Regions from separate parts of the Mus musculus genome. Here all the other regions are linked to region 1. The links are chromatin contacts, called in public Hi-C, capture Hi-C and promoter capture Hi-C maps. All regions are on one chromosome and are shown on one strand. Each heading gives the region's core, a stretch centred on a gene start, on an enhancer-like site or on the middle of the called end of the contact. The rest is flanking DNA. Distances are from core to core; before and after follow the strand shown. Region 1 holds the start of Rtf2 (replication termination factor 2). Region 2 has its middle 11 kb from the start of Gm34608. Region 3 holds the start of Nelfcd (negative elongation factor complex member C/D, Th1l). Region 4 holds the start of Pfdn4 (prefoldin 4). Region 5 overlaps Gnas (GNAS (guanine nucleotide binding protein, alpha stimulating) complex locus). Region 6 holds the start of Dok5 (docking protein 5). Region 7 holds the start of Stx16 (syntaxin 16).

Region 1 (3,414 bases), core at 573-3,072:
GCCTATTACACACAAAGCCTTGGGGGGCATAACTGGGTGTGGTGGTGCACAACTGTGATCCCAGCATTGAAGAGACTGAGGCAGGAGGATCAGAAGTTCAAGATCACCCTTGGCTACACAGGCACTTCCACCTTTCCGCAAACCACCACCACTGCCAGACTATGTTTCCCTAAGGACAGAATACCTGTGAGCCTTTGGGGTTCTCTGAACCTGCACACTCCTCTCACCCCTAAACCGGGGCAACACAACCATGGCAGGAAACTAAGAGAGCCAGTTCCTAATTTTGTACTTAATTTTTGTTTGTTTGTTTTGAGACAGGGTTTCTCTGTATAGCCCTGGCTGTCCTGGAACTCACTCTGTAGACCAGGCTGGCCTCAGACTCAGAAATCCGCCTGTCTCTGCCTCCCAAGTGCTGGGATTAAAGGCGTGCGCCACCACCACCTGGCTTTAACCTTTGATTGATCTCTGCATTTTGTGGCAAGTTGCATCCTTTGAGCTATGAAATTTCAGAAGCCACAAAATCAGATGCAGAACTACTGTTAAGACACCTACGTGTGACTCTCTCCCTTGAAAGAGCCATCGACAAGTTGAGGGTGTTTAGTGTCATAAAGCTGAAGGCACAGTAAGTCACTTCTTAGGCCTGCAACCACCTAGGATCCCAGGAGCATTGGAGTCCCAGAGGACACAGCACTCCCCTAAGTGAGGGTGAAAAGGCAGAAAAGATGGTCATCTGAGACTATCTGGTCACTTTAAGCAGTGTGGGCTTCAGAATGGCCACCTTGCAGGACTGGTGTAGACACAGAAATGAAGGAGGCCATACTTATCCCAGGACTGCTCACTTATGCATACCATTTGCCCCTGTTGTTCCTCTGGGCCTACAGCTCATGTTAGTACCCCAAAGGCAGACTAGGGGGTCACTGAACCCCTTATTTGTTCTCTTCCCAATATGATCACCCTCCCCTTTCTCTGTCTGCACTAATCTCTGTAGCTGGTACAATGGGATGAGTGGCTACTCTAAGCTTGTTGGAGACACTGTAGCCCTAGCTTCTGCCCAAAATACATCTGGATACAGGGTGGAGAGGCGCTCAGTGGCTAAGAATGCTTGCTGTTCTTTGAGTAAGCACAGGATGGATTCCCAGAACCCCAGCAGCTCACAACCATATCAACTCCAGTCCCAGGAAGATAGAACACCCTCTTCAGGCCTCGACAGGCATCTGCAGTTAGGTAGCGCACAAGCAGGCCCACCCACCACGTCTTTTTTTTTTTTTTTTTTTTAATTTTATGTATTTGAGTACACTGTAGCTGTCTTCAAACACACCAGAAGAGGGCATCAGATATCATTATAGATGGTTGTGAGCCACCATGTGGTTGCTGGGAATGGAACTCAGAACTTCTGAAGAGCAGTCAGTGATCTTAACCACTGAGCCATCCCTCTAGCACCCACAACGTCTTTTCTTTTCTAAGTCTGGATTTAAAATACATGAGAGGTAGCTGAGAAGACAGATTCCGGCCATCTCCTCCTTAGACTTACAGCACTACTGGTCTGCAAAAATGCCAGAGACGCAGACCTCGGGACAACCCCGACAAATGTTCTCCCGTCCTCCCTCAGGCCCAAGCTTACGGAACCACAGAGGAAAAAACAGGGACCGCCCACGACCGGAAGTGGACGCACTCCAAGGATGCTCCAGCACGTCGCCCTGAAACCACGCCCAACTCCCGGACAAGATTTTCAAGACAATTGGTGTGGACCAAGGCCTCGCGCGGCGACCCCGCCCCTTTCGCGGCGCGCTGGTTGTGTGCGTCATCAAGGAGCGCCGGAAGTAGGTAGGGTTTCGCCAGAGACCCCGGAAGCGACGGCTTCTCGTCTTTGCTAAGGCTTCTGGTTTTTGCTACGGTTTCTGATTTCGGCTTTGGGATGGGTTGCGACGGAGGCACCATCCCCAAGAGGCACGAGCTGGTGAAGGGGCCGAAGAAGGTCGAGAAGGTCAGTGGGGACTGCGGGCTGCGGGGCTCGGGATGAACGGTGGTCACAGCGCTTGTGGAGGGTTTACTGTTTGCAGGCACTGAACAGTACGGTTAGACTGGGATCCTCCCCACAGACGCTGTGTTGATTTGAAACATTAACGTTGAACGGGACGGAGACTGGAGAGCTAGTTAGTGGCCCAGCCAGGACTGGAACGTATCTGTAGCTAGCGACGATCACGGTGATAGATGCTATTTATGGACTTTGTGTGTTTTTGTGAAAGGCTCTCACAGTGTGGCCCTGGCTGGCTGGGACTCCCACCTCTGCCTGCTGAGCACTGGGATTAAAGGTGTTGGCCAACAGGCCTTGGTATTTGAATAATACTTTTTTTAAAAATGTTTTGTGTGTGAGTGTGGTATCCAAGGAGGCCAGAAGAAAGCATCGGACGCCCGGGAGCTAGAGCTACAGGTTTTTGTGAGCCATTAATCTTGGCTGTTAGAACCAAACGCGGATCCTTTGGAAGAGCAGTACACAGGCTTAACCACGGAGCCATCTCTCCAGCCTGAGCTTTGTGTATTAAAGTCTCCCCAAACCATTCCCCTTTGTGAAGTCACACCCTTCTTAAACTAATTATCAGCTCTTAGCACTCTGAATTGGTGGTTGAGCCCAGCTGATGGTCACGTGACTGCAAGCTCCTCCTGGTGAACTCTGTGCACTGTTTTTCTTCCAGAACTAGCACAGTTTCTGCCACAGTGAATATTTTTGAATAAATGCGTGGGCATTCTGTAAATCTTACAAGACATTGAGCAAAGTGTGTACTTAATGGATGGGAAATTGAATGCCGCAAAGTTAGTTAACACCACTGACGTGGCCTAGAGTCATGAACCACTGTCCCCATCCATTTATGTGCATTTCAAAGCTAGTGTTGATGATGACTGTTTAATAATAGAAGGCACAGAATGCCCCCGATACAGTTCCCAGCACGGGGAGAGAATGCCCCCGATACAGTTCCCAGCACGGGGAGGATCATGTTTCCTGATCCAACATTCAGAGAACTTTGGGATGGGAGGTGAATCCCATCCAGTGTTGTACTTAAGACACTGCATAACTTCCTGACACATCCCTAATAAACTCCATTGGGTCCTGTGTGAACAAACCTCTGCTTGTCTTTTTGCCCTCTCTTCTGCCCCTCTTTAGCTCTTTCACTCTGTTCTAGATACCATAGACCTTGCCCCAGCGTCCTGAACATTCCTCACTCATAGTGACATCATGACTTGGGGGGGAGGGGCCACTTGAAGCAAGGTCTTGCTGTGAGGTAGCCCAGGCTTGCCCCAGCCCCCGGAGTGCTGGTTACAGTGTGTGCTGCTTGGCTCTTTCCCCTCATTTGTCCACCCAGCCTTCACCACAGTCAGCTGCAGTCACTCTTTAGGCCCGCCCCCTCTGCTGCTTTC
Region 2 (3,414 bases), core at 659-3,158, 2.0 Mb before region 1:
ACTAATCAGTCCTGGGTGTGCCTTCCTGGGGAGCAGGGAGCTTCCCCAGTCAGGGTCAGGGAGGTTTTGGGGCAGTTGTTTCTCCAGGTCATTGCGGTCACCGACTGTGGAGAGTGTCCCAGCCTGTGACTTCTTTAGACTGATAGTGTTACAAAGTCCCCTTCTCAGGGCTGGTTTGCTGTGGGGGCAATGCCAGGTGTCAGTCAGGGCACTGAGTGCAAAGGCAGGTGGAGGGTGCAGGCAGCCTCGGGTCACCAGGTACACCAGAGGAGAGTGGAACCTGCTCACTGAGGACCTGGTATGTGTGTCTGAAGTGGTGTCAGGGTGTCAATGCCAGGAGAGGAAGGTGAGCCATGAGGTTCTGTAGAACACCCCAGGGCACACCCAGAATATAGGGACACTAGGCTGTAAGAGCAGAACTCTTTTTGTGTTTTGAGACAGAATCTCCTGTAGCCTGTGCTTACCTCAAAATTTCTGCTTAATGTAGGATAGGATGGCTTTGAACTTGTAATCTTCATGCCTTTACTTCCTGGGTTCTAGGGTTGCAAGCATATCCCACTTTGGCCAGCTTGTCTGGTTCAGGGGAGGGAACCCAGGGCTCTATGCATGCTAATAACTGTAGATACAAGACCCAAACTCTCACAGAATGCTGATGAGGACTTCAAATGCTGTGACCATGGTGGAGAGCCATCTGGTGAGCTTTTACAGAGGCCCCATGTGGCTGTGACCTGCAAGTCCCCAGTGAGCTGGCAGCGTACTCTTAGGCACACACAAGGGACACGGGCAGGAGTATATAGGACATGATAATTTGATACAGACAATGGAGAAAGCCCCTGAACACCCAGCCACAAGATAATGGCTAAACAAGAGGAGATAAGTCGTTCAGTTGATATTATGTTCAAATTAAAAATTAACATCAACTAAATCTCGGTGACATAGGAGCAAGGTAACACTGTCAAAATGAGATGCTGAAATAAAAACCAAACCGCAGACATGATGTTGAATGAAGCTCAGAGACAATGCCAGGGCCTGGTCATATCTTGAGCACATTGACTTGATACAGTAGTGTAAACCAGTGAATACCACGGTCTGGCTCGGGATGTGTGTGACCTTGGAGAGGGCGGTGAGGGCAAGGGCTTGCTCCATGGAAAGCCAGGGGAGACAAACACATCAGGAATATTTCATTTCTCACTGCAGTGCTGAACTGTGAAAGTATAAGTCAAATTAGATGGCCACTGCTTTTTCCAACCCTGGAAACATTTCTTATTTCTAAAAAGACCTATTTATAGGCACACATGGTGCTGCACACCTTTAATACCAGCACTTGGGAGGCAGAGGCAGTTCGATCTCTGTGAACTCCGAGGCCAACCTGGTCTTTAAAGTGAGTTCTCAGACAGCCAAGGCTACACAGAGAAATTCTGTCTTAACTCCACACAACCCCTACCTCCCAACCCATACCACCCTCACCTCAAAAGAAAGGAAAAACACCCGTTTGGGGGATTTGCTATTTGTCTCTTCCATGTGTGTGGAGGTGGGTCGTGCCCTCCTAGACAAGAAAGCAGGAATAGGAATCTTGTGGAGTTTAGAGGAGTTACAAGCAGCTGGGAGCCACCTGTGTGTGTGCTGCCACCAAAGGCACTCCGTTCTCTGGAAGAGCAGTGCATGCCCTAACAATCTCCTCTTAACCTCTCTCTCTCTCTCTCTCTCTCTCTCTCTCTCTCTCTCTCTCTCTCTCTCTCTCTCTCTCTCGCCTTTAAATTTTTACTTTGTGTACGCACACATGTGTGTGCAGGCACCAGAAGAGGATGTCCCCTTCTGTCATTCTCCACTGGCGCCTCTGGGACAGGGACTGAGTAATCCTCTTGTCTCTGCTCCCTCAGACCCGAGGTTTCAGGTGTGCGTGAGACACCAGTCGTTACTGAACTCTGGTCTCTGTGATTGCCTAACCAGCCCTCTTAACCTGCGGGCCACGTCTCCAGACCTTTGTTTTCTTTGGATTGTTTTTGAGACTGGGTCTCTCTGTGCACATCAGATAGGCTTCGGTTGTGCAGGAATCCTCCTGCTTCTGTCTCCTGGGTGCTGGAATTAAAGGCACGCACCACACCTCCTGTGTCTTTCTTTACTGCTTCAGCACCCTTTGTATCTTCTGGGGCATTCTGGGGACGGTTCTAAACCTTTCACAAAATGTTTCGGGTTTATAGAATCCAGCTTGGAGGACTGAGACTCTATTTCTGGGTTTAGAAGTGAGGGCTGCCACACAGGCTGGAGACTGGGTAGCATGTGCTATCTCCTCAGCTCCCATGTGACCCCATGCCTCTGAGACCCCTTTTGCCAGGCCGCTCACACATTTCAGAGGCCCAGAAGCATCTGGGAGCAGAGCTCAGAGGCTAGGCCCACAGCATTCCCCACCCCCCTCCAACCTCGCTGCCAATCACCTGCGGCTCAGCAGCTCCTTGCATCCCTCATCAATGAAGCAACAGCTGGTTCCAGCGTAGAGGAGTTGCAGTGTGTACAGAGATCACTGACCTACTGAGAGAGGTCAGGGAGGCCAGGGAGGCCTGTGACTTCCCAGTTAAAGTGTGACTTCAGCAGAGGAGGACACAGGGCACTGAGTTCTCAGCGCAGTGTCAACAGGAGCAAATCCCACGTGGTGACTCAGCAAGTGTGTAAATCATCTCAGGGGCTGATCCCTTTGGGCTCAGCACATGGTAATGTGCCCACGCACGGGACGTAGCAGGCGAAGACTCACTGAAGATGGGCAGTTTGGGAGCCCCAAATCACGGCCACTGAGAGGAAGCCAGGAGGGTTACGGAGCCATTATTCTCCCTGATAGAGCAGTGGCGGTTAACTCATTCTGTCTCGCTATTTTATTTAACATTTTACTGTTGTGACAATGCCTACCAAAGGATTCATGCTCTTGACAGATTTACTTGTGGGTCTTAAGACAGGGTCTCCCTATGTAACCCAGGCTGTCCTGGAGCTCTTTCTCCCTGTACCTTAGCCTCCCAAGTGCCGAGTTCTCAGACACGTACCACCAACCCGACTCTTGACAGCCCTTTAAGTGCACACCATCTCATCTATAGGCACAGTGTAGAGAGGGCAGAGATTATCAAGCTTCAGTGTGCCTTCTCCCTGGCAAGCCCATTGAGACGCAGAAGCCTGCCCCATGCCTCAGAGATGTACCTCATGTGCGTTTATGCAGGAGCCCATACGTTACATTTTAAGACAAGTAGGTGTGTGTGTCTATGCTCGCCCAGTGCTTCAAACTCACAGAGATCTGCCTGCATCTGCTTTGCACGTGCTGGGCTGAAAGGTGTGCACCGCCGTGCCTGGCATAATCCGTTTTTTTTTTTTTTTTTTTTTTTAAACATCACTACAACCTTGTAGAGGGGTGGGAAGAAGCAGGAAGATCAA
Region 3 (3,414 bases), core at 674-3,173, 2.0 Mb after region 1:
AATAACTAGAGGATTAATTTCAGGTAATGAAAGCTAAGGAAATCAGGCTGGATGAGTCTTTCCAGAGAACAGTAGTATCTCAGGAGGCTAGCGATCAGTTATTCTAGCAACAGTGACATAGGCTGGATGCAATGCTGCTAGGCTTGTTAACCACTGTCATAATTAGCCATTTATTGGTTAAGGGAGAGGTGAGTTAGACAATCCCTGCTTCTGTACGTGCAATTAATTATTCATAAATGAATCTGCCTGCTTTCCACTCAGACAGTATCTAAGAGCCATAGTTGGAATTTAACAGACATTCATTATTCCCAACATTTTCAGAAAACAAATAAAAATGAGCCTGAAACAAATCCATAGCAGGGCACTCCTGAACTTAAAGCTCCTTCATCATGTGAGCTGGATCTAGACCCACCAAGCAGAGAGATGGAAAGTGGTCCTTCCACCATCTGCAAAGAAGCCTTTCAGGGTTGCCTCCAATGGCCTCAGCCTGAACACATCTTTGTCCCCAGGCAGAAACCTACCTCCTGCTGGGCTATCTGTGAGTGTACAGACTGGAAGTCTAAGTAGCCTCTTACCAGACCATTCCTTGCCTTTCCACCTTCCTCCTCACTCCCTGCAACTCTGGTTTCCTCCCTCCTCTCCATAAGTCCTCTTTGGGTGTAGCAAATAGCTAGACATTCCAGATATATCTGTTCCATCACTTTCCTTAAACAAAAATCCAGATGAACTTTTATAATAACTAATTCCTGCTGACTACCTGCTAACTCTGTGTCTAGTGCTTCAATGTGCCATCGGACTAAAGCCTTGCAAGTGGTTGTCACCTTGGGTGGCTCTGGCATCAACTACAATGCAGGGTGCCACAAGCTCTGGTGGGGGACTTTCTTCACCAGGTTATTTGGAATGGAAAGAGCCACCCTGAGCATCTTGGGAAAGTCTCTTCTATCATTACAGACTATTTACTTTGGTTATCCAGTATTATCATTTCTCCCCTTTGTTTGCAGGCTAGCTCCCTCGGATCATGGGTGGCAAAGTGGCAAGGATCTCGTCCCTGAGTACGTCACTGTACTCCAGGTGTTATCAATGATCCAGGCACTTAGGAGTTATTCAACAAACACTTGTCAAATGATGGAAGGAAGGAAGAAGTAAAATAGCATTCCAACAGCTCTGCAGACAGTGCCTGAGGACTGTACTACATGGCTGGCTCTTTTCTCTAGCCTCTCCTCACTGTCTGCATCCAGAGCCCATGGTGTTAACCTCCCCGATCGATGATTTGGGGCCACCTGCCAGGAGGCCTCTCCAGGTATCTTCAGTCTAGGTGTTCAGTGGGTCCACTTTTCCAGAGCCCAGTCATGGCTTTTGTAGGCTGTAGGGCCTCCTCCACTGGAAATATGTTTTATATCTCGCTCTGCAATGCACCGAGTACTTTTTGCCCATAGTAAAAGAAATCCGAACATTTCTGTGATACCTGCTCGGTTGGCAGCTGCACTGTCCAGGCAAAGCTTAAGCTCACTGAAGGTTCGAGGTTTTTATAGCAACTGGAAGCATGCTTGCACTTCCGAGTGAGACCCTGTCTTTTTTTTTTTTTTTTTTTTTTTTGAGACAGGGTTTCTCTGTATAGCTCTGGCTGTCCTGGAACTCACTTTGTAGACCAGGCTGGCCTCGAACTCAGAAATTCGCCTGCCTCTGCCTCCCGAGTGCTGGGATTAAAGGCGTGCGCCACCGCGCCCGGCGAGACCCTGTCTTAAAAAGGAGAAAAGGTAACTTGGAAGTGTTCTGGGCAGACATAAAGCTGTGACTCAAGCCATCTTGCTCATGAGAGATCCTACAAGGTGTTTCCCCGCCCAGCAGGCCAAAGACTAGGCCACGCCTCCTCTGTAACCACGCCCCTTTCCAACTCCGCCTCTCTAGCCTTGCCTGAGGCCCAGAACCGCGCACGCGCTCTTCCATTTGTTGTGTCCGGCGCACGCGCAGTGAGGAGACGCGGCAGATATGGCGGGTCCGGCGCCGGGTACAATTATGGGAGAAGACTACTTCGGGAATGCCTCAGAGTGGGGCGAAGAGGCAGACGGCGGCCAGGTGAGAGGGCCGTAGGCGTTCCGCCAGGAAGCCGGGTTTGTGTCCTGTCCTCGCGGCTCCTGCTCCGGCCAGACCCGGGTACGGGGACCCGTGACCCTTGACTCCCTGACCTCCGACCCCGGACCCTAGCAAAGCGGGTCCAGGAACTGCACTCAGGGCTTCGGGCCGGTCCTGCCCCGTTAGGGACCTCAGTTTCCCATGCATTCCGATTCCCAGTGACACCTGGGGCTGATCTCTGCGAAGCAGAAGCCATGGTGCCCGAGGGGGCAGGACAGACTCTAAGGGAGAAGTGGACCACAGTGATACAGTGAACAAACTAACTCCAAACTCCAGCAGCATTCTGGGGTTGGGAAAACACTCTCCGGTGCTGGACAGACCAAACTTTTTTTTCCACTTTTGGGTGATTTCATTCATCCTTAGAGTACAGGACAGGAAAGATCTCGTAGCCCCGACTGTCCAAGATTTGGGTGAGAGATGGGGAACGGGTATCGTTCAGTGTCCCCCCAAACACCAGGGTTAGGAAATCAGAAGTCCACCCAGCTGTATGACTGACTTAAGCCTCCCATATCCTTCTGGACAGTGAGTAGGGGCCCTGGAATTTGGCTTTTCTACAGGAAGTGAGATGAGCTTTGAATGAATATGGGATGCAGTGAGGTATACCAGTGGAGTGGTCAGTGGTGCAGTGAGGGTGATGGAGGAAAGGTGAGGGGTTTCTGGAACCGAGTGAGGGAAGCCCTCCGTGGTTGGTTGGTTGGTTGCTGGACCAGGAGCTGTCAGTCATCAGTTGCAGCTTCCAGGGGTCCTATAGAGCTAGCTGCTGACCAGTAGGACATAAGACCCTGGGCATCTGTTTGTATGCTAGAGCATACTACATCACTTGGGAACTCGGAGGTGGATATATAGAGTTGGATTTAGCTAATTTGGATGTTGGGCTAAGTGCTTTTGTGTGGTATCGCAGGCTAGGCGCTAGAGCAGCAGTTCTCAACCTGTGGGCTGTGACCCTGTGGGGGTCATATCAGATATCTTGCATATTCACATTGTGATTCCTAACAGTAGCAGATGACAGTTATGAAGTAACAACAAAAGTAATTTTACAGGTGGAGTTCACCACAGCATGAGGAACTGTGTTGAAGGGTTGCAGCATTAGGAAGGCTGAGAACCACTGTTCTAGAGTTTGAATTGAGTGTTATTCATAAGTAAAATAAGGCAGAAAGACTCAGCCACCTGCCCAGGGCATAAGGAAGGAAAGAAGACTCAGAGTGATGTCCTTTGTGTCACTTAAGTGGCTCAGTAACTGAGGTGGTTCAGATTCAGTAAGAGTCGGGGATGGCTTAGCGA
Region 4 (3,414 bases), core at 614-3,113, 1.9 Mb before region 1:
CGGGGTACTTTATCTGTTTGACATGCAGCATCCCCAGTGTCTGGTGTCTTTTCGGTCCAGTCAACATGCCACTAACTACAGATTCTCCATGACCACTGCAGCCAGACACTAGCTCTCCCTTCTGAGTCTGGTCTAAGGGTTACAGAGTTCAGGACTGGGGTTTGCGGTATATACAAATGAGTTCCTCAAAAGTGGTGCCACCGTAGTAATTCCAGGTCCAGAGATTTGACTCTGTATGTGCAACTGCTAAGTAGCAGAGTGCAAACGGCAAACCTTCCTCAGGAGGGTGTTAGGACTTCACTCTGTGGAGTCCAAGTTCATTATATCCAGAGGGCTTGATGGTATGCAAGCAATGAGCAGGATTGCATTGTAACGATAGGAGATAGATTGTAACCAAATGGGCACATGCATTATACATTAGAACAGCGGTTCTCAACCTGTGGGCCGTGATCCTTTTGGAAAGTCGAATGGCCCTCCCACCCAGGTCAAGTATCAGACATCCTGCATGTCTGGCATTTACGTTACAATGTATAACAATAGCAAAATTACTGTTGTAAAGTAGCAATGAAATAATTTAATGGTTGGGAGTCACCACAACGTGAGGAACTGTATTAAAGGGTCACATTAGGAAGGTTGAGACCCACTGCGTCATAAGCAGACAGGCGAGATCTGCCCCTCTTCCCCTCCTTGGCATGCCCTTGTGCTTGAAGCCATAGGAGGGACTGGCAGAGATGCAAGAGCGCCCAGCCGTGCTTTTACTGTCCTGCGGCTCACACCTGGTCCTCCCTGTCCCTTGGTAAATGAGACAATGGCCCATACCCCAATACTCTAAGCTCTTCTGCCCTCAGACCTCCGACTTTCTGAGAGCAAAGTCTTGGCTACCGAAGTTAACAATGGCCCTGGTTACTAAGGAAGCTCGGTGCCCACTGGGCCCTGTGTGGGCAGTCTTCCCAGGCTAACATATTTGAGCGAGTGGAAGACATATTTCTGAACCAATTTAATTTTAAACACATAAAAGAATTCATTTCAGTTGCACATGATGGAGCACGCCTCTGATCCTAGCGCTTGGAGAGCAGAGGCAGGAAGATCTCTGTGAGTTTCAGGCCAGCTTGGTCTACACAGCTAGTTCCAGGACAGCTAGGATTACATTGCAAGACCCTGTCTCTAAATATAAATAGCCAAGCAACCGTCCAGTAAGCTATTATCTAAGCATTTAAGTTTGTTATAGCGCTCTAGGTCAGTGGTTCTCAACCTATAGATCGGGAGCCCTTTACAGAAGCCGCCTAATACTATCAGAAAATAGATATTTATTGACATTATGACCCAGCACCGTAGCAAATTTACATAATGAAGTAGCAACAAAACTACTTTTTATGGTTGGGGGGGGCACTACAACATTTAACTGTATTAAAGGGTCTCAGCACTAGGAAGATTGAGAACCACTGCTCTGGATCTTTTTGGGTGTCACCTACCTTTGGCTTCATCTATTCCTGGCTGATCCCCTAGTGTCCCCTGCAGTGATCAGTGGCATACAAGCTAAGATCAACTTCAAGAGTGGCCTTCAGCTTGTAGCTTCGCCAGCACTGGGTTTTTATGTGGTAGGGGCTGTAGATCGAACTCAGGTCCCCATGCTTGAGTGCAAATACTTGACCAAATGATTTACCAAATACTTTGCCGAAGCCACGCCCTTACCCTCCTTAGCTTCTCTCTAGGTTGTTGAATAAATGGAAAAAGAATTTCTTAAGCTTCCCATTCCACACAGCTGGGTGGTACCCAGCGCTCCCCCTGCTGGCCGTGGCTGGGATCTCGGGCCCGACTATTGGCCGCTTTTGGTATTTATGCCGGCCGAGAGGGAAGCTGCCTGTCCCTTTAATTGGAAGATACCAAGTGTTTCCAGGGCATAGTTTTTTTTCCTGAGTCCTTGCCCTGGGAATTTATAGTTCAGAGACACAGATAGCAGCAGTGTTGAGATAGTGCTGTGCGTTAGGGGGGAGTCTGGCTCAGCAGGGCTCGAGAGGGACCTCGGGGGGTGACGCACGCCCGAGTGGTTTTCCCCCGCGCCCCGTGGTTCAGTCCAAGATGGCGGCCACCATGAAGAAGGCGGTGAGTGCGGCGGGGCCGGGGTCCGAGGAGCCGTGGGCCGGGGCGTGTGAGGAGACGCGGGGCGCTGGGGGCCGGGGTCTGAGGAGGTGAGGGATGCGCGGGGCCGGGGCCCGCGCTGGGTACAGGGGTGCTTCTGTCCGCTCCGCTCGCCGTCAGGGCAACCGCCTCACCTGCTCAGGGTCGTGCATCTCCTCGGGCACCGGGTCGGGCTCCGCATCCCGGGCCGTCTGCTACCGCATCCCGGGGCGTCGTCTGCTACCGCACCTCTGTGCTCCGCCCCGGACCGCTCCGGTCGGTCCACGCTCCGTGCACCGAGTGTCTAATTGACGTTGAGAGCAGTCGGCCCGAGCGAGCGCGGTGGCTCTCCGGGCTTTTCCCAGCCATTAGGAAGGACACGGGTCCCCACGCTCTGCCCCGCACACTTCACAGCCAGCCAGCCAGCCAGCCATTCCTTTGGTGACTCATCTGGTGAGATGCTGGGTCTGGTGATTTTTGTTTGGTCAAATTAGAGCTCTTTATCATTTTTAAAACGACGTCCGATCCTTGTTCATGGGGCTCGGTGTGATGTCTTATCACACTTTTGAAAGACACGGACTTGTGTGTGTGTGTGTGTGTGTGTACACACCAGACTGGTCCACGGCTTCCTATGCAGTCAGAGATGATTTTGAATTTCTGACTCTCCTGCCTCCACTTTCCAGGTGCTGGAATCACCGGTGTGTGCCACTACCCCTGGCTTTTGGTGTGCTGGTGTGGTGGACCCAGGGCTTCATGCATGACAGGCAGTAGACATGGCTATGCAACCCTTTCAACCAATATTTTGAAACTTGAGCTAAATTTGAGCCACCAACTTAAGTTAAACTTCCATGTGGGTTTTTATAACCTAAACGTGTTTCCAGGAGTGCAGGTGTATCTAATACAGGGAAAGAATTGCAGAGGAGGGGAAAAAAAAAAAAGAACAAACAAGCAAACAGCTGATAGCTATTGGGGCTTCACAGTGTGTTCGGACAGTTCTTAGCATTTGCTAATTATTTTGATCTGCTGTGTCAACCTTTTGGGAGATTCTGTATTTATTCACTTTTAGCTGAAGAGGAAACTGAAGCGCAGAAGAAAAGCTGTGATTTAAAGAGCATTTGCACTCCAGGCTCCTGTCTGTCTGTCTCTCTGCCTCTGCCTCTCTCAGGCTCCTTGTCTGTCTGTCTCTCTGTTTCTCTGTGTGTGTGTTAGTGTGTGTGTCTCCCCCCCACCCCACCCCGGGCTCCTTGTCTGTCTGTCCGTTTGCCTGTCTGTCTCTGATGAGAGGCGCTTGGCTGA
Region 5 (3,414 bases), core at 599-3,098, 1.9 Mb after region 1:
TACGTCATTCCTTCATCGCCTCATGAGTTTAAAAAACCCAAAGAGAAAACAAAACAACAACAACAAAACTCAAAAGGGAAAAAAAAAGCTATTTAAAAACAGCAGAGCCCTTAATTCTTGCTTGTTACTCTATGGTGAGATACTTCAGGTAGATGCTATGTTGGATGTGTCTGTTGTTTTTCACTGCGTCGTCATGTGAAGGAGGTTTGCAGTTGTGTCATTGTGTGTCTGTTGTGTGCTGCTTCTGCTGCTTTCCAAGGCCATCATCCAGGTGAAGTGTGACAAGCCTGTTTCTTAACCCACGCCCTCACTTTCCTTTCTCAGGTGCTGGAGAGTCTGGCAAAAGCACCATTGTGAAGCAGATGAGGATCCTGCATGTTAATGGGTTTAACGGAGAGTAAGTGTCAAATCTGAGCAGGGCACTGAGCAGGACAGGTGGTATGGACCTGGCCTGCAGGAGACAGGACGTTTGAAGGAGTGTATACTAACCTCTAGAAAGCACAGCTGCTAATTGCCACTAATCATTTTTTTCTAATTTGCATATTAGACAGCCCAAGAAAGAGCTGATGGGTGCACCCCCACACCCTTCTCAACCTTTGGGGCAACAAATAGGAATAAGAGTAGAAGCACCGGTGTCCACCCAAAGCAGCCCCTCGCGCTGGAACATGGTGCCTGGTTGCAGAGGACAGTGAACAGCACTTGGCCGGGTGACAGCGTCTCTGAGGCCAGGTCCTCTGCGGCCGCAGCCTCGCCTGCTGCAGTGCAGCTCCAACATGGCCGACGGGCCTTGGCCACCCCTTGGCCAGCCAGAGCTGGCCAGCACAGGAGGTTCCCACCCACCACCCTGCAGGTTTCACTGGAGTCAACTGGTGTAGGGTTTTGTACTCTCAGGAAAACATCTTTTCAGTTACATCTTCACTTAAAAATTGGAATCCACAACCCTTGCCGACAGGCTCTAAGCTTCCGAGTCCCTCCCTGCTTCAGAATTGGTGGGATAGGCAGAGACTTATTTCTCTAATTAAAAAAAAAAATCAATACTTCTACCTGAACAACTGAAAAGGAGGTATGAAAATGGCGCAGAGACAGGGAGTTAGCTACTTCTGCCCAATCCAGGAGCTGTTTTGCCTTTGAAATGACCTTCCTGGCTTAAGACAATATGGCGAGGCAATACCACAGTGAGAGTGACGATTTTTCTTAAAAAGAGACAGATACATGGCAAGCAAGGGGTCCTGCCTTCCATGAAGAATGCAGACCGAGGAGACAGCCAATCAGTAAGGAATTGGCCTTTCCCCTTGGCCCCCGTTGTTCTCAGTGCTGATAAGAAACAGCAAGGGTCAGGGACTTAGCTGACCCTAGCGAGGGGGACCAGCTTCTGTCCCCTACCATGCACCGAGTGCTGGGGAGACAAAATTGAGCAGCACCTTTCAGGGTACCACAAGCGAATGTTCATGGAAACTTCTAGAATTTGTTAGTTTAACTAATCCGGTTTAAAAAACAAGATGACATCAGCCACATGAAAGCTTTGGGTCCGTGTGTGCTCCTTAAGTTACAGCCCCAAAATTCATAGTTAGTTAATATGCAGAAGGGAGGGGGGCTAGCTCACTGGCTTTAGGATTGACTCAATTACTACTTTGTACCTATAATCTATTAAATAATTCATTGTTGCCTATCAGACACAAATTCTGGAACTATTGATTCCTGATATGCCTCTCTCAAGAAGTCTATACAAGGAGATTGGCACCTGTCAGTCAACAAAAAAGAACCCAGATAACACCCTGCCCCAGGTGTGAGGGACTCTTCAATATGAGGCTGGTTAAGCAAATATTTCTTCAAAAATATTCGTGGTGAAAGCTGGAGGAGGCTGCTAAGCAGCTTTTAAAATGCGGTAGCCATTGTCTAACCTGATGAGAGCCGTGTCATCCCTGAGGCTTAATTGCTTCACAAATTTCCCTAAAATCTTACTTTTTAATATTAGTTTTCCCTGAGTGTTAATGTGGTGGAGGATTCTAAACCAGGACTTCTCATTTCTATTTTCTCTCTGAAAAGAGGAAGAAGCCTTCGCAGTTTGCCTTCCTTGTGGGTCTCCAAGATGTTAAATTTAGCCTGAGAAAGTGATATTCAGGCCTCCATGGGGGGCTGGATTCCTTATTTTGACCCAGTCGAACGATGGTTCTCTCACTGTGGTATAGCAGTAAAAGCGGCTCCGTCTGACCCTCACCTCAGTCCCGCTCTCAGTTCTTGGACAGAGCTATTAAATGTGTCCTAACTGTCCATGGCCTGCCTACCACTACATTTTTCGAGAGTAGAACATAATATTTATTTGACCTTCAGAAATACAGAGGGCAAAGTAGATTTTCCTAACACAGAGCTAACTTTCTGAAGTTTAATGCCAGAAGAAAAAAATGAATATTGGTTGAGCTAATCGATCTCAAGGCTGAGTGTCAATGCCCTGTCCATAGCTCCCCCCACCATAGAAAAAAGTCAGGAATAGGAATGTCCCACTTGTGCTTTGGATTGGACACGGAGAAGATTCTGAGGAGCCCTATTCTCAAGAGTTAGGTCTGTGTCTCTGTTCCCTGGTGCATGTGCATTTAGCGAAAGCAGAGGAAAACAATTACCCGTCCCTCCTGTCTCCAGCCTGAGTCTCCTGAGGGCCCTGCTAATGCAGGAAGGAAGGTGTGGAGTCTCGGTAGACATCCCCATTTAGCCAGAAAAGCGACCTAAGGATTAACCGGGAGGATGGTACGCAGGACTGTCAGGTTTTCTTACCTGACTGTTTAAAGATGCAGAGACTGTGTGGGTTTTGTATGAAATTGCAGTGCCTTGCAGATAGGTGAGCTTTCAATCTCTCTTTAAAAGGGGCGGCGAAGAGGACCCGCAGGCTGCAAGGAGCAACAGCGATGGGTAGGCACATTCAAAAACAGAAAACTCTTCTAACAAACAAAACAAACATGAAGACCATAGCGGGGGAAACTGAGGACACAGACTGGGGAACAAAGCAGAGATCATCCCAGGGCCATCAGCCATCTTGGTGTGCATTTGCAAATGACGTGTCAACAAGTAAAGTGCAAAACAGAGAAGGTTTTAAGAATAACTAGATACAGCCGGGGGAAGGTTAGCCATTTCGGCTTCCGATGAGAACTTAAGATTTTGAGTCGATGTTTCCCATATGGTCTTTATTTCCCCCAGTTCTCCATTTAAACCAACAGACTTGCCTTTCAAAACTGCTAAATTCTGCCCACACAATGGTCAGTCTGACTTTAAGTTTTCAGACCTATTTGGAAAAAAATAATCTTAACTTATTTCCTCAATTAAAAAAAAATATGCCTAATGCTGCAGCCCTTAGGCAGCAGGCCGTTGACAACCTCTGGCCTTAGAAATTATTTAAAAAAAAATTTAACTGTTAATGCAAGG
Region 6 (3,414 bases), core at 549-3,048, 1.7 Mb before region 1:
TGATATCAGGTTTTTGTTTTTTGGTTTTTTGTTTTTGTTTTTGTTTTTTTTTTTACCAACCAAATAAAAACATATACGCCATTCAACCTTGCACTTGAAAAAAATATTTGTTTCTTCCCAGCTGGCATTTTCTAGTGTGATTTCATCATCATTATTTCCAAACCCATTTCCCCCCTCATCTATGATTTCTGTTACTATGGGCCAGCCACCCACTTCTAGCTTCTTATGCAATCGATTCATTTTCTGTTCCTGTGACACTGTAATTGGTGTACAAATGAAGTGCTGGACAGGTGTCGTTCACAGACACCTCCGCTTCACGGTCGCCATGGGCAGGGTCGGTTAATAGTGCTAGCTCTTCCAAAGCAGCCTTCCAAATGACTTCATTTTCTCCTCTTTGGGCAAAAGGCGGACACTTACAACATCATTTTTCATAGAACAGAAACACGAAGACAGAGCAGATGGTTTACAATATAGCAAAGAGTTCTCCTCATGGGCACCTCTGTTTTCTGGTTGTCCCAATTTAGCCTCAATTCTATGACACATTCTTGGGTGATTTCTCTTCTTTGACTGACTAATACCCATCAAGCCAGGATGACTAAAGTGAGAGTTCCCACAGACAAAGGAAGTCCTGTATGATATTAGAGATGAGGGGAACTCAATGTCATCAGATCTCAGGACCTGTGAAATAGATGACTCGTCCTCTGTGACTCTCACTGAAGGTCGCCCAGCTCATTAGCTCTGACTGAGGTCACCTCTGGTGACCAAGAATGGTCTAGCTGTTGAGTAAAGGGAGACCAAGACCTACGTTGGAGATCAAGAAGCAACCTTGTGCTTATGACGTCAGCCCAACATCGTCCCTTCAGCAGCCTCATCCCGTTGTCCTGGCCCTGTGCTGGCCAGCTGTGGGATGGTGGGCAAGTCCCCAGGGACTGCCTCTTCTCAGCTTCGGATTCTGTAAAACCTAGATGCTAAAATCACCATCACTCTTCCCGTAGCAAAGCCGGGAAAGACGATGTTAAGAGAGTATCAGCGGTGATCAACTTAAGTTTGCTAAAGGAAGGCGGAGCACAATGTTTGCCAGGGGCGGCTATCTTGTCAGGTTATGAAGGTTTACGTGGGAACCTGGTAATTACACAAAGAGGCCACACCTCTATGGGCGCAGGGGAGCTGAACAAAGTCAATGCGTACAAAGGATGCCCGGTACAAGTTGCTACTGACAAAGTCCTGAGATTTATTGATCATCTATATAGAGCGGGGGTTGGGGGTGGTGGTGGTTGAGGACAAAGCAGTGACAGACCAAGAATCAGCTCCGGAGAAACTTACAGTCTTACTGGGAAGACAGGCTCAAACCAGAAAAGGGACAATGATACAAGCCTCGAGCTTCACAGCAGGGAGTCCTCATGGAAGAGCTGAGCATAAGCCATGGGGATGGAGATGGCTTTCCCTTTATATGTAGAGGTCACAAGTAAACCACACAGCTCAGTCTCCCTCGACACAGACACACCCTTAATTAGCTCTTATGTGAAAATGATGGGGCTGAAGGGATGGGTTGGGGCACACACAGCTGTTTTTTTTAAAAAAAAAGAGTCCGATGTCCTTCTCTCTAAACGACAGGCAGGAGCTGGAGCTTCGTGGATGTCTGCTATGCGCAGGGACGCGCAGCCGCCCCTGGGGAGAGGAGGTGGGATCAGGGCGGCTGGGGGCCAGGTGGGCGGAGGCCGGGGGAGGGGATCCGTGCGCTCCTCCTTCTGGGCCATCTCTGCTTCCTCCTTCCTCTCTTTGCTCCTCTGTTCTGGTCCTTCTCCTCCTCCTGGGAGCTGGAGCGGCTCCTCCTCCTGGCAGGCTGCCGCCCAGTCAGCTGACGCCGCGCTCCAGTCTCGCCTCCCCGCCGCTCTCCCCCAAAGTGGCTGCTGGGCGCCGGCGGGCCGCCCACTTTCAGGCTTTGGGGAGACAGGGGAAGCGATGTGCGCCTTCTGACGCCTGGTTTCACCGCATCACCTTGTTAACTTTCACTCCCTCAGTCTCTGTCCTGACCCTCCTCCCCACATCCCTCCTCGAAGCCACTCAGGGTGCCGAGCGCACGCTGGGGGCAGCAGGGTCACTGTCTGTCTGGGATGGCTTCCAATTTTAATGACATAGTGAAGCAGGGGTACGTGAGGATCCGGAGCAGACGCCTAGGGGTACGTATCATCCTTTCTGTGATCCTTGTTCACGACTTCAGGGTCTGTGTCTGCGGCCAGCATCCCGGTTCCTGGCGCTGGAGATTTGCTTGGTGGCTCTCGCAGCCCACATCCCAGGCTACCGCGGCTGCGGCGCTAACGCCAGCATCCAGTATGTCATGGAGCTATCTTTATCTCTCGGATGGCTTGACTTTCTGGCGGTGGCTACTGGAGCCCATTGACTCGGAATAAATATTTCCCGGTAGCCATGGGTGCTGAATCTGGAAAGCATGGCATGGTGCTGAGCCTGCCGGATGTCCCCGGCCGGCATCCCACTCGCGCCAACTTAACTTTTCCAGGGGATGGATGGAGGCCAGGACACAGGGCAGATATTCTGAGTGGGGATCAAGGTCAGTGACTATCTGGCCCCAGGGACTCTGCTCTGCGGCTCAGGTGTTGGCAGAGGAGGAGAGAGCTGGCCTCAGGCAGGGCCAACTCCCTGGTAGAACCCCAGATCGGAACTTCCTTACTCTTGAGCCTGGGCAGTGGGTTTCTGTTTTTTAGACTCCACCTTCTGAGTCCGACTGGGCGATCAGATCCACATTTCTTGTGGAGCATGGTGCCTGCGTAAAGCTCCTGGAATATGAGCTGAAAGAATGAATGAATCCCAATGGCTCCCATCTTAAGGCTGTTTGCTTTTCTCTTGTTGGGGGCACTTCAGGAGAGAACCATCCTGCCTTTCTTTGGGTTTTAAGAGACAGTACAGTCTTTAGGGAGGGGTGGACATTGGAGTATGTATGCACATATATGTATATGAATATATGTATACATATATATGAATATGAATGTGTGTGTGTGTATTTCAGCCCACCCCACTTCTTCTTGCCATGTGTCTAATACCTTGGCTGTTTTTGTTGGTTTGTGTTTGTCAGAGGCTGGGGGCGGGGGCGGGGGTGGGGGTGGTGGTGGTGAGGCAGAGCTGAGATGTAAGTTTACTTAGCAAGGAAAGCTAGTGTTGGTGAGAATGTCAATGTCTCCATTAGGCTGAGTGATCCAATGAGTATTTTTGTCCACAAATACATTGTATCTGCTACCAGTCTTTTATATGGTCTCTGGCGGCGGCTTCTTCTTCTTCTTCTTCTTCTTCTTCTTCTTCTTCTTCTTCTTCTTCTTCTTCTTCTTCTTCTTCTTCTTCTTCTTCTTCTTCTTCTTCTAAATGTGCCTTTAATTTGACTGGGAATAAAAGAAATTTCTC
Region 7 (3,414 bases), core at 312-2,811, 1.6 Mb after region 1:
GCTGCAGCCCTGGGGGGCCCTGGGAGACGCCCCCACCCCCCAAGCCAGGGTAGCAACGAGTGGGATGCATGGTTCCAGAGACTGGGAGGCGACCAGAAACCCCAGCTCGAGGAAACGTGGGCATAACCTCAACACAAAGTACTTTTTGGGGGAGTGGGGCTGAGGGGTTGTCTCTAAGTTTAGGAACCTTTCCCACTTGGGCACAACATTGTAGTGCCCAAGTGTAGATGCCTGACCACTCTTTATTGCCCACAGTAAGGCCAGCAAGGCCTAGCGCCCAAGCTTTTTTTATTATTATTTTTTTCTTTTTTCCCTGGCCTGGTTGTTTTTCGGATACTTTTTTTTTTCTCACAGTTTAAAGAAAAAAAATAAAAAAATAAAAAGGTAAGGCCATCTCAGCAGCGCCAGGCGCCTGCAGTGGAGCGTGCCTGGCCTGCAGAGGCAGACTTCTTCCACTTTTCCTCCGCCCCCGCGCAGGACTAGGCTCTGCAAGAGCCACGTTTCCACATTTCTGCCTGCCTGACAATCCTACTAGAAGTTTACAATTGCCTGGACCCCAGTGGTGGTCTTCGGCTCCAGGGCCAAGGTTTTGAAGCCGTTTTTTGGGGCCAGGACGCCTGCCCCAGAGTCTGTACACTCTTAGGAAAAGGGGAAGAAGGCGCCCCGGGAACTGTCCCAGAGAGGGCGGAGCACTCCCATCCCGGGGCAGGGCAATAAGGGAGCTCCCGCTCCCGGAACGTTGCAAGCAATCTCATGAATGTCGCAGGGGGGCACCCGCGAGGAACGGACAGGAAGAGGGCCGGGGGAATGCTAGAGCCCGGGACCACTGCACGGAAGCGGCCTTGGGCAGGGTTGCAGCCTGATCCCGGGATGGAGGGTGCCGGTGAAGAGGAGTGAGGAGGCTGGGGGAGGCAGGCCGTGAGGTCCTCGTGGAGGCCCGCAGCCTCCTGGCAGTGGAGAAGCAGGCCGCACAGGAAAGAGAGGGGTCAGGTCGGGCTGAGCCTCAGTAGGCTCAGGCGACTATATGGGAGCTGTAGACGCTCCTTTGTCGTTGTGGGCTCGGCCTGTTTGGAGCAGGCCTTTTGTGAGGAGAGTTAACCCAAACTCGGAGTTAGAGCCACATGCCGGGCACGCAGGCGCTCTGAGTTAGGGTTAGGGCGCCAGCACCTTTGGGGAGGTCTTAGGAAGTGAGTGGGTAGGGGTCTCTCCCATCCCCGAGCCGGATTGGCGCGTCAGGCGCTTGTGGATCCGAGCTGGGATTGGGGAGGGGTCTCCAGGACGTTTGATTTCGACGCTAGGATTGGGGGGATTCGAGTGCTTTGAGATCCGAGCCAGCCTTGGGGTAGGGGGAGTCAGGCAGTTGGAAAAGGCGAGGTGGTTATTTGGGGAGGGGTCTCCGCGCTTAGGCGGATTGCAAAATCGCGCCGTGAAAAGCCTAAGGCTTTGTCAAGAGAGATTTCTGTGCAAGAGTGGAATCAGCTAGGCCAGACCAAGAGAGAAAGTGAACAAATCAGGACTACAAGGGGGGGTGGGAGACCCTGAGAGGGGGGGTCACAAAGGGGGAGACAATGGCCACCAGGCGTTTAACCGACGCTTTCTTGTTGTTGCGGAATAATTCCATCCAAACCCGGCAGCTGTTAGCCGAGCAAGTGAGTAGTCACACCACCTCCAGCCCTCTGCATTCACGTAGCATTGCTGCGGTGAGTCTTCCTGGCGGCCTCTCCAGACACACACACCGTGTGCACTGCGGCTCTGCCTGTCTGTCTGTCTCTTGTCTGTCTCTCTGTCTAAAAAGAAAAAAAAAAAAGAAAAAAAGAACAACAACAATAACAAGGCGACGACGACTAGGAGTGTGATACAGAAGGAAGTGGAGCACGGCCATGGCTTATGGGGCACTTGCAACCCCCAATGGGGACCACAGTATCAACCCCTGCCCTGCCTTCTCACTTCCTGGGCCTCCTGGTCCTCCTCCCCCACCATCCGTCGGGCAGCCTCGATTTACATATGTTTTAACACGAGGACTTGGAACCTAGGCCTTTCTCCAACCTTCTTTTTGTTTTGTTCTGTTCTGTTTGGCACTCCCCCCCCCCCCCCCTGCAATGGCCTCACTTTGGTTCTGTGGGCCAGGTGGGTGGTTAGCTGACTCAAATCCTTGCAGACCCCCCCCCCCCAGGAAGGAGTGTGTGTGTGTGTGTGTGTGTGTGTGTGTGTGTGTGTGGTCTGCTCAGCTCAGCTCATTTTCTTTCCCACTATTTTTCTTCCAATGGCCCTAGTTCTCGGTGTGGCCATGTACACTAGGAGTAATTGCTTTGCTGCCCCCCCCCCCCGCCCTCCCCCCTCCGAGGACTCATGTTGGTGAGATTGCAAGGTGCTAGGCGCTTCATTTTCCATTTCCCACACAGGAAATTAAGCTTCTCCATTCGAACTTTTTTTTAAAAAAACAAAACAAAACAAAAAAAGGAACCAACATGATGCGGATGTGAAAATTAATCCCCCAAAATAGCACATGGCTTTTGATTTTATTGACCAGAACTTCACTTCGCCTAGCAGTGTAGGGTTTTGTTATTGTTGTTGTTCTTTTTCAAAGCAATGTTCCAGTATGATTGCTGTATTTGGTTTGTTTTTGATGGAGGCTTTGGCTTCCAGAGCCTCAGTTTCCTGCTCTCTCAGATAGGGGGCGGGTCTGAATGGTGCAGCCAGATGAATATTGTTAGCTTTGTAATAATACCTTTAATTGAAAAGGGAAGGTTTGAATGGAAGCAGCCTTGAAACATGGGGGAATGCACGGTCACCCCACGACCTTAGGGGCTGCATTTGAAACATAGTTCGTGAAACGCTGCAGCTTTCCCGCCTTTTAAACAGTTGCCTTTTAATTTTTTCCTTTTATCATTTATGGAAGTGCTAATGAAAAACTAAGCTGTGTATCGTGATTGTCACTGTCTTGCCAGGACAGTTGTCCCTGTTTAGGTCACGGTGGAAAATATGTTTGACCATATTATTCACAGAAAAGGGATTTTTTATTCTGTGCAAGCAGTTTTAAGGATAAAAGGATGCAGGATGTTAACTTCGGTCCCAAGGCATAGAAAACTAGCTCGGAGTGTGTTGGGGCTTTTGTTTACATTTACATTTGAAGGATGTTTTACATTTTTAGACTGAAAGAAATAATATTACATAGAAATAAGTAGGAAACAAATCTTAGCATGGAAATGTGTTCATTCTAATGTGGTTTTTGAAAAGAGTCTCCAGAAATAAACCGGAGAAATAGTGAATGAATATAATCTGTGGGCCTTCAGTTATGTTAAATAAAGGTCTCCTGTTCTTTATGACTTAATTTTATGCTACCTCATGGGGGAAAACAAACAAAACAAAACAGAGCCAAACCCACGCTAAAGCTTCCAGGGTCTCTGTTTAAAT

The links. Promoter capture Hi-C pulls out the DNA fragments that hold promoters and counts their contacts. A called contact is a pair of places that touch in the nucleus more often than the background predicts. Capture Hi-C pulls out chosen DNA fragments and counts their contacts.
Region 2: a promoter capture Hi-C map of liver shows a contact between it and region 1, with 4 times the contacts expected there. The contact joins the enhancer-like site here to the promoter of Rtf2 in region 1. A contact is called at or near these places in 5 of 39 promoter capture datasets (the C10 cell line, cranial neural crest, hippocampal neurons and 2 more), 1 of 115 datasets of contacts at active chromatin or transcription factors (embryonic stem cells) and 1 of 9 other capture datasets (liver).
Region 3: a contact with region 1 is called in a promoter capture Hi-C map of pre-B cells, with 10 times the contacts expected there. The contact joins the promoter of Nelfcd here to the promoter of Rtf2 in region 1. A contact is called at or near these places in 1 of 39 promoter capture datasets (pre-B cells) and 2 of 484 Hi-C or Micro-C datasets (B cells and CD4 T cells).
Region 4: a contact with region 1 is called in a capture Hi-C map of embryonic stem cells, with 6 times the contacts expected there. The contact joins the promoter of Pfdn4 here to the promoter of Rtf2 in region 1. A contact is called at or near these places in 8 of 39 promoter capture datasets (the 3T3-L1 cell line, the C10 cell line, hippocampal neurons and 3 more), 1 of 15 datasets of contacts at CTCF or cohesin (large pre-B cells), 4 of 484 Hi-C or Micro-C datasets (B cells, the G1E-ER4 cell line and muscle stem cells), 5 of 115 datasets of contacts at active chromatin or transcription factors (acute myeloid leukemia, astrocytes, embryonic forebrain and 2 more) and 2 of 9 other capture datasets (adipose tissue and embryonic stem cells).
Region 5: a contact with region 1 is called in a promoter capture Hi-C map of pre-B cells, with 4 times the contacts expected there. The contact joins the enhancer-like site here to the promoter of Rtf2 in region 1. A contact is called at or near these places in 4 of 39 promoter capture datasets (the 3T3-L1 cell line, liver and pre-B cells), 1 of 484 Hi-C or Micro-C datasets (B cells), 1 of 115 datasets of contacts at active chromatin or transcription factors (microglia) and 2 of 9 other capture datasets (adipose tissue and liver).
Region 6: a promoter capture Hi-C map of embryonic stem cells shows a contact between it and region 1, with 3 times the contacts expected there. The contact joins the promoter of Dok5 here to the promoter of Rtf2 in region 1. A contact is called at or near these places in 3 of 39 promoter capture datasets (cranial neural crest, embryonic stem cells and hippocampal neurons).
Region 7: a Hi-C map of B cells shows a contact between it and region 1, with 11 read pairs. The contact joins the promoter of Stx16 here to the promoter of Rtf2 in region 1. A contact is called at or near these places in 8 of 39 promoter capture datasets (the 3T3-L1 cell line, 3T3-L1-derived adipocytes, the C10 cell line and 4 more), 1 of 484 Hi-C or Micro-C datasets (B cells), 2 of 115 datasets of contacts at active chromatin or transcription factors (large pre-B cells and pancreatic cancer cells) and 1 of 9 other capture datasets (liver).

The regions. Positions count from the first base shown.
Region 1 is chr2:172,438,756-172,442,169 of GRCm38.p6, forward strand. Rtf2 (replication termination factor 2) reads left to right here and starts at 1,823. Exons shown (of 9, transcript NM_025542.2): 1 at 1,823-1,984. The coding sequence starts at 1,916.
Region 2 is chr2:170,457,448-170,460,861 of GRCm38.p6, forward strand. No RefSeq gene overlaps it. Among named protein-coding and RNA genes, the nearest start is that of Gm34608, 11 kb to the right of the region's middle. Within about 2 kb of position 1,909, at least 31 of the 459 cell types and tissues checked have an H3K27ac peak or open chromatin away from gene starts, as enhancers often do. A contact at or near this core is called in liver, where this site is marked.
Region 3 is chr2:174,413,881-174,417,294 of GRCm38.p6, forward strand. It overlaps Nelfcd (negative elongation factor complex member C/D, Th1l), which reads left to right and starts at 1,924. Exons shown (of 15, transcript NM_020580.3): 1 at 1,924-2,076. The coding sequence starts at 1,990.
Region 4 is chr2:170,509,367-170,512,780 of GRCm38.p6, forward strand. Pfdn4 (prefoldin 4) reads left to right here and starts at 1,864. Exons shown (of 4, transcript NM_001110152.2): 1 at 1,864-2,103. The coding sequence starts at 2,080. Gm16796 (predicted gene, 16796) reads right to left here and starts at 2,561. Exons shown (of 3, transcript NR_040367.1): 1 at 1,473-2,561.
Region 5 is chr2:174,333,888-174,337,301 of GRCm38.p6, forward strand. It overlaps Gnas (GNAS (guanine nucleotide binding protein, alpha stimulating) complex locus), which reads left to right. Exons shown (of 12, transcript NM_010309.4): 2 at 325-397; 3 at 2,860-2,904. Among named protein-coding and RNA genes, the nearest start is that of Gm30189, 8.2 kb to the left of the region's middle. Within about 2 kb of position 1,849, at least 39 of the 459 cell types and tissues checked have an H3K27ac peak or open chromatin away from gene starts, as enhancers often do. A contact at or near this core is called in microglia and pre-B cells, where this site is marked.
Region 6 is chr2:170,730,009-170,733,422 of GRCm38.p6, forward strand. Dok5 (docking protein 5) reads left to right here and starts at 1,799. Exons shown (of 8, transcript NM_029761.4): 1 at 1,799-2,180. The coding sequence starts at 2,115.
Region 7 is chr2:174,075,490-174,078,903 of GRCm38.p6, forward strand. Stx16 (syntaxin 16) reads left to right here and starts at 1,562. Exons shown (of 9, transcript NM_172675.4): 1 at 1,562-1,700. The coding sequence starts at 1,569.